Linked DNA regions of Mus musculus: all the other regions are linked to region 1. A link is a contact called in public Hi-C and promoter capture Hi-C data. All regions are on one chromosome and are shown on one strand. The core of a region is the stretch at or near the end of the contact, and the rest is flanking DNA. Distances in the headings are between cores, read along the strand shown. Region 1 holds the start of Tes (testis derived transcript). Region 2 holds the start of Tfec (transcription factor EC). Region 3 holds the start of D830026I12Rik (RIKEN cDNA D830026I12 gene).

Region 1 (2,622 bases), core at 53-2,552:
ACAGCACATCCGCTGCTTTCTAAGTGGCAAGCACAGGTAACCAAAACACACGTTAAAAGAATAAATATCAAACAGGAAGAGACTAGAAAGAATCTTCTATTTCCTGTTCTTCCCTTCCCTTCTGAGTGTTGATTTTAATCAGAAGAGACCAAGGAACTGTTTCCTAGGTTCAAATTTTTATTTATCAACAGCTTCCTAAACCTCATACCATATATTTGCATACGATTTGAAACCTTCAATTCTGGCACAAAATAGAAATTCCCTTTTAGAAGATGAACCTGCAACTGCAAAGCCGCAGAAGAAAGTTTCCTCAACTTGGCTTTCTTACTGTGCACAACTTCCTTCCTTATTTGAAAAATGACCAACTAACTTAAATTCACTTGAAAGAAAACAGGCGCAATTCCCGAGAACAAGACCTTTAAGGTCGAAAGTTACAATAGAATGTGACGTCAGCATTCTTTTGAGTCATAGTCTGGTCCCCACCTCTTTCTCCCAGGCGACCTGAGAGACCTAATCTCGGAGCTCCTCAGGTAGGGCCTTTATAGCCTGGACACCAGGAGCAGCCAGGAGGGTGCTCCGCAGGCGGGGCCGCTGAGCACCTGCAATGACCGCTGTTTGTGCCTGGCTGCCAAACGGCATTTTCTTTTGAGAATTAACTCCGCAAGAAGGAGACAGTGTTTTGGCACTCAAGCCATAAGTGAAACACATACACATCCCCCAAAAGTCATCACTTCAGAAGTTATCAGCAGGCGCGGGTGTGAAGGAAGTGTCACCAGTCAGCAGCCACTTTAGAGCGCCTGGGGCAGCCAGACTGCAGGGGAGGAGGATGTCAAAGCCACATCACTGAATCACACAGGCTCCCCAGAGCGCTGCTTCCCCAGGCAGGAAGCGGTGTCAGCCACCACCTCGCCTAAGACTTCGCCCAGGGCTTGGGGGAAGGCGTGGCCGAAAGGTTTTCCGAAAAGTTTCAGGCGCAGAGACAGCGAGTTGCAGGGTCCCGCTCCGCAGCGACAGTCACCCAAGGGATCGGGGTCCGGGGAGTCATCCTCCAGCCGCACCCACCGGGTCTGGTCCCGGAACCCGGACCAGCTCCCGCGCTCAGGTGAGGCGACCACGCCCGTCGCCCGCCCCACTCACCTTCTTCATTTTGGTTTCCAGGTCCATACTGGGCGTCGGAGGGGCTCAGTCCCGCGTCCGCGATCTCCGCTGCGGGAACTCCGGCGCCGCTGCCGCTGCTACTCAGCATGGGCACTCGAACTTCCGCAGCCCGGTTCGGCAGCGGCTGGGACCTGGAACAAAGAGGCCCTGGCAGCCAATGGCAGCGGGGCAGTGCCGGGTAGCGGCCAATCAGCGCGCGCCGCACGCACCTTCGCAGCCAGAGCGTGCCGCTAGCAAGGTGAGGGGCGGGGCCGCGAGGGGCGGGGCCCTGCGGAGTTCCCTGGGCGCACCGACTTAGTTTCTTCAAAGCCTTGCACCCACTGGACTTCTGTGGGGCCATCCTTTCCTCCAGCTGAAGAGCAGACCCATACCTTTACATTTCGGTAGTTGTACTTGTGTGTCCGAGGACTTTTCAAGCAGGCCAAGAGGAGTGAGTGACCCTCCCAGTACCAACTTCTTGGCTGATTTCAGAGACAAAAAGAAGTCATGGAGCTCCTTGGGCATCCCAGAGATGAGCACGGGCCCTGGTTTCACTATTGAATGGTGGAGATGTCCATTTCTCCAATGCTTTCTCTAGAGTCCTGTGCACTTCCAAGGAAGCTTCTCTCACATCGTTGATGCCCATCAAGACTACCACTATATTGTTTTGTGAGCACTCAACACTAAAAAGCAACGGGAGGCTCACAGCAACTACTGCAGAAGTAAGTGGTGTCCTTGTTTGGGAAACAGGGTTCCCTTTTTGGACCTACTAAGTGGGAAAAAGGCGAGCTGCTCTTGCTTCTCGTGAAGTCTAGTTTCAAACTGCGGTCTCACAGAAGCCTGGGCCACCAAGAACCCATTCTATCTTTTCTTTCAATAGCTATTGCGGAAAGAACCTCATCTTGGATTGTTGGGGCGTGGAGGACCCTAGGGATTAATTTACTTCATACATCTTGCAAGGATCTGTAGGCCCCGAAGTACAGGCACCTCTCAGATACAACATATTGGGAACAGAGCTTGAGTCCCAGTAAATTGGGGGGACAGGGGGTGTGAGTTAATTATGCATCTATGTGTGAGCATGCCTACTTTTGAGAGCAGGTTCACTTAGAGCCCAGAATAAGTAGAATCTTCTGAGGTTGGAGTTCCAGGCCGCCGTGAGGCCCCTGCCTTGGGGGATGGGAACTGAAATCAAGTCCTCTGCAAGAGCAGCAGGAGCTTTTAACAACAGAACCATCTCTCTAGCCCGAAGTAATTTTATTCAGTTCCTACTACATAGAAATTGTTGATGGCTAGGTATCTGGTGATCTCCTAGTCCAGCGTCTACATATGCATATGTATATATGTTTTCCTCTATATGCACGTGATATTAAAAATAAAATCTCCATATAATGCAGATACTTGGGTCGAGATGTTTCATTTTACGTCTGGACATTTGGTAACTAAAGCACTTCAAAATACACTTTAGCCAACACTTTATATACTGTT
Region 2 (2,622 bases), core at 77-2,576, 170 kb after region 1:
ACCTGAATATCTAATTATATAGAAGAATGTCTTACTGTGGTACCCTGAAAACGCATGAAAATGAAGGCAGTGAGACTGATTATTAGTGTGCATTGATACAAATGGAAGAAGATATTAAAGGCTTATTAAGCACATGCTGTTGATATGGAAAATATGTTGGGACTGATAAATTACTGCCAGTAGTAATATTGATAAGCCTAGTTGAGGTGTTCTGTTCAGTAGTTTTTAAGAGCTTGACTAGAATGGATTTAGGAGAGGACATAAGATGTGAAATCACAGGCAGGGGACACAGACTTCTCTGGAGCCTCTGAATGGAGACAAACAGCTCGAGGTGCTGTGGTCATGCATTTGTGGACCTCGTAAGTACGCCATTACTGCAGCAGAACTGGGAAGCCATGAATGGGTTGCACCCCCAAAAGTTCAAAATGCTTCTTATTATATGCCTTACAGGAAAAGTGTATCAAATTCTGGTATAGAAAACATTTATGTTTTGTTTTGAAAATTAGATTAGTGTACTTACTCCTAAAATGGGTTCTTAATAGAGTCATTTGTGATTCTGGCTGAAAGCTCCTGACATCAATAATGTCTGATTGAGTAGAAAGAAAGAAAGAGAGATATTTGAAAGGCAGCTTTGAGGGTTTGAGGGTCAAGAGGAAAGCTATTTGTATATATATATATATATATATATATATAAAATAGTAGAATATACACTATATGTAGTATATACTATACATGCAATAATATAGCATTAATATATAGTATATAGAAATATATAATATATATGTACTCATATATATTATATATGTACACACACAAGCACACACACATATACATCCAAAGTTCAATTTTATGTTTCTGTCTAATCTTCTTGGGAAGATCAATTATTCTTGGTTATGAAGTCTTTGAGAACAAATTGGGAAGTAAGAAAACTCGCATTATATAAAATTCAGGAAATAGTCTTAAAACAAAAACTCAAACAATAACAATTCTAAGTCAAAGTGTAATTCCTAACTGAAAGTGGGCAAGGACAGTGTTCTGAAGAAACTTACTTGTAAGGCAGAATGTGTTGCAATAACTGTGGGGTCTTAGTCCACTGAGCTAATAACCACATACTGCCATTGTAAATTCTGGGGAAAAATGTTTATTATGGGGCAATAACGGCATCAATGAGAGGATTTTTACTGTAGTCACACCACTGGAGTAGTTTTTCTGGAATGCTGTTTCTCAAATTAGTAGCACATTTCTGATAAAGAAAGGAAGTCGCCTTAACTTAAAACTGCTGTGTCATTTCTTCTTCCTTAACTGAAATTCCAACCAGAGTCCAGGAAATGCCCTAATGGGTGACTTCTCTTTTCTCCTTCCTCAACTAAGCGGATTCCAAGCTGTTCAAACCATTTATTCTTCTTGAGCAGACCCTTGACTTTTGTGCTTAGGTTATGAGACGAGGGGCTGTAATTTGGAGCTGTTTGTAGCCGCGATGACACACCTAGAATCCAATCAGTGCTGGTAGGTAACCAAACTGGAAGGTTAAGGTTAATTTTCTGTGCTTTAAACAAATATGATGACAAGTTCAATCAATACCTGTTTTGCCTTGATAATATGCATAGCTCTCTTGTAATTATGGTTTCATCTTGCATGGTAGTCAGGTATCAGGACCTTAGAGCAGCCAAGCTACGATTCGCTATAATGTGGATGAGATATAACGGGAATGCTATCAATTTCTATTTTAATCAAGATGTAGAAATCACTGTTTTAGTTTATGATAACCTAGGGAATTTCTTCTAGTTTAATATTTTCAGATATTTACTAAATTGGAATATAATTTAACATTTTATTGCATCGTATGGTATTTTATGAGTAAATGTTAATTTCAATTTACATTCAAACATTGTCTGTTTTATTGTTTTTTTTTAAAGTTAAGAATATATAAGAATATTTGTTCTTCACAGATAATAACACCAGATAGGATTTTAGCATGTGTTCTTTTCCCAAGGTTAGGTTATGGTATTCCTTTTGTACATATGTAGATCTAATTATTTTGCTTAGGAGATTTCAAGTATACTAAACCAGTAACTTTTAAAGTAATAATTTTAAATTGAAACAAAGCCCTAAAAATTAGGGCCAGGATTATTTCTCTGTATGTGCACAAATATAAATAAAGAGGTGTTATATGCACATAGATTTGTTTCTGTGGTTATTCTAGATTATCAATACTATCCCACATTATTAGGAATAGACATTTTGAGAACAATAATGAACCTGAGGTAATATTTAATTTTGCTTGAGTTGTTCATTGGTAATTTATTTGCTAGAAGCCTCATTTAGTGATAAAGAGTTTTCAGTGTACTTGACAATTTTTCCCTGCTCAAAGGCTTTGTCAACAAAGAAAGCTAAAACAGAATGAGAGTTCAGCAAGATCCTGCGAGAAGGGTGCTTCCCTCGGGTCTTACATGGAGCTGATTGTGGCTAGACACTTTCAAGTAGCTGTTGAATTAAATCTTTTCCGTATTTGGTGGAAGCAACCTTAAATAGGTCAAACTTGAGGTTTACACTTGAGTATTTAAAGAAACCTTTAAAGCTATGGACTCAGTGGACTACATATCTACACTTTGTTTGTTTCGT
Region 3 (2,622 bases), core at 50-2,549, 130 kb before region 1:
AACTACTAAAGCGTTGCCAACTCTCCAGTTTTAATTGCCCATGCATATTTCTGCCCCTCCCTTCTGCCTCAACCGAGTCCCTGTTCATCCCTAGGCCTCTAGATTTATTAAATTCCTTTGATTTTTTTTATCTAGATGTGGAGTTAGTGAAATTATTTTTCTTCTCTTTTCTTCATCCAAATATAGATATTTTCTCTGTGACCTTGCTTTGACCCTTTTATTCCCCCCACCCCACCCCCATGCCTTAGCAGCCCCAGGCTTGCAGAGAACACTAGGTCCAAATCCTTAACTATGGCAGGAACCTGTCCTGTGTTCTCTCCTCATTGTTTCAGCTCCAGGACACTGAAGACAGTGTTCACTCCCTTCTCTGGGGCATCTGAAGGAATCCTAACAAATCTCACAATCGACGCCTCTCTTTCCAGTGATGCAGTTGGAAATAAAATATACAGGGAACGCAATTGCTGCCGTTTATCATTTTAACTGTCTCTGCGGGTGATGTCTTAACAACATTCCATACACACTGTTGATTGTGGGACGCAATTCAGTCTTCTGTAACTGAACATCAGAATTCAAGAGTTCAAACCCCACTTCTAGGACTTTGGTCTGAGGCGCAAATCCCTCTAAATGCATTTACTAGGCTAAGATGGAGATTTACTGTACCTTCATTTCCCCACGTCTTAGTTTTCTTAGCTTGAGAGGTGCTTTTCTTCTTCATCCTTCTCTACAATATAGCCCAACCTCAGTTTCCCTTTCTACTCCTCTCCCCCAGTCCTCCGCCCCAGTACCTCCTGTCTCCCCACATCCACTAGTCCTCCATTTCCTTCCAGAAAAGAGCGGGCTTCCCAGTGATAATCAACCAACCTTACATAACAGCCTACAGCAAGCCTCATACTAGGGCTGGACAGAAGGCAACCTCTTGTTTGTGAGTTCTCCTCTGAATCTCACAATTCTCTCCGTCCCAGGCAAATTATCACAACAGTGAACGATTTCCGAACTTCCCCTTTAGCTTTCCCATCGCATCACCACCCGGTCTTTTATTGCACAAACACCAGGTCTAGAAATTGTTTTCCTCTCAGCTCTCCAGCTGCTGCCTGGCCAGGCACTGCGTGAGGCATTCGCGGCTGACACAGGCAGGGCTTCCTGTCCAGAGCAGAAAGGAAGCCGTGCTTTTGGATGAACCCTCATTGTCCAGGGCTGGAACAGCGATCACCCGGCAGTGATAAGGCCCTTCCCAATGCAGCCGCACGAATCTCACTAACCTTGTTAAGGAGAAGAGGAAAGAAGGGGCGTTCCTAAAATGACTGGGAACACCGTTTGCCAGCCCCGCATATCCCAGCAACCAGAAGAAACGAAAACACACCTAGTGGTCAGAGTATTTATCTTGCCAGGGTTTCTACCTCCTTGGTTTGCAAGGGGAGTAGAAAATGACACCCTGCCATCGAGCCATTAATTACAAACAAAAGAAGGAGTGGAGAGACTTAATTTTCAATTGACTATCGGGCTTGATGATGTGTTCTGGGCTGTGTGGTTCTCCTCTCTTATTTCATTGAAACCCATTGTTGAGCAATCTCCACAAGGGCCATGTAGTTGTCTCCTTTTATTTCACTGTTAGGTGCTCACCACCCTTTCTTTTACATTCTTGTTTCCTTCAAGTGGCCTGCTAGATAAAAGGTGCTCTTTTGAAGGTTTGTTAAATAGATGCTGCCTACAGAGAAACTCACATCATTAGTCTGTCGTCCTGCACCCAAAAATATACTTGGTAGAAGCACTTTCTCAATTATCTTAAGATGTATACGTGTTAAATAAAAAAAGTTCCTGCTTTTCAAATGATAATAGCTAAATAGATCAATTTCCTCCACTGTGTGTGTGAGTGTGTGTGTGTGTACATATGCTTTCTAAGTAAAGAGATATAGATCCTCTTCAGCGACAGGGAATGGCAGTGTTTGCCCAAAATAAGTGTATGTAAAGGTGGGAAATTTCACATGCACACATACATAACCTGGTGTAACTAGCTGGCACAGATGCCAGCAAGGTGGATACCTTTAACATCCTCATCTCTTAAATTATCTACACATCATGGTGATTTGAATGAGCAACATCTCCCACAGGTTCATCCATATAAACACTTGGTACCCAGCTGGTGGCGCCATTCAGGAGGTTATGGAACCGTTATGAAGTAGAGCCATGCTAGAAGATGTCACTGAGGGTAGGCTCTGAGAGTTTACAACCTCACCTGAACCAGCTCTAGTTGGCTTTCTCTGCCAACTGGAGTTGAAACCGTGATCCCTCAGATGCAGTTTGGCTGCCAGTTGCCGTGTCTACACTCATTGTATGGACCCCTCTCTCTCCAATCATAAGCCAAAATAGACGGTTTCTTCCTCAAGGAGTTTCTTGCCATGATGTTTTATCAGAGCAACAGAAAGTAACTAAGATACACATGCTAAGAGGAAAAGCATTTTCGGCAGAGTTTTCAGGATGCACTTGAGAACATCTTAAATATGCTTCCTAAGTTTTCCCTCTTATTAGCAGTCATTTTCAAATGAATGTGACCTGAGGAGGTTAAACATGTTCAATCAGAGACATGGTTCACTGGATAAAAGTGTGTAATGCTCTTGCAGAGCA

The links. Promoter capture Hi-C pulls out the DNA fragments that hold promoters and counts their contacts. A called contact is a pair of places that touch in the nucleus more often than the background predicts.
Region 2: a Hi-C map of granulocyte-monocyte progenitors shows a contact between it and region 1, with 2.8 times the contacts expected there. The contact joins the promoter of Tfec here to the promoter of Tes in region 1. A contact is called at or near these places in 2 of 39 promoter capture datasets (hippocampal neurons and pre-B cells), 3 of 484 Hi-C or Micro-C datasets (granulocyte-monocyte progenitors, hematopoietic stem and progenitor cells and macrophages), 1 of 115 datasets of contacts at active chromatin or transcription factors (pancreatic cancer cells) and 1 of 9 other capture datasets (pancreatic islet).
Region 3: a contact with region 1 is called in a promoter capture Hi-C map of liver, with 1.9 times the contacts expected there. The contact joins the promoter of D830026I12Rik here to the promoter of Tes in region 1. A contact is called at or near these places in 1 of 39 promoter capture datasets (liver) and 1 of 484 Hi-C or Micro-C datasets (nephron progenitors).

The regions. Positions count from the first base shown.
Region 1 is chr6:17,063,829-17,066,450 of GRCm38.p6, reverse strand. It overlaps Tes (testis derived transcript), which reads right to left and starts at 1,302. Exons shown (of 7, transcript NM_207176.3): 1 at 1,138-1,302. The coding sequence starts at 1,164. Gm15473 (predicted gene 15473) reads left to right here and starts at 864. Exons shown (of 2, transcript NR_167659.1): 1 at 864-1,859.
Region 2 is chr6:16,897,145-16,899,766 of GRCm38.p6, reverse strand. Tfec (transcription factor EC) reads left to right here and starts at 1,326. Exons shown (of 7, transcript NM_031198.3): 1 at 1,326-1,506.
Region 3 is chr6:17,196,428-17,199,049 of GRCm38.p6, reverse strand. It overlaps D830026I12Rik (RIKEN cDNA D830026I12 gene), which reads right to left and starts at 1,299. Exons shown (of 3, transcript NR_102305.1): 1 at 1,260-1,299. It overlaps Gm52892 (a long non-coding RNA gene), which reads left to right. Exons shown (of 2, transcript XR_003956407.1): 2 at 1-134.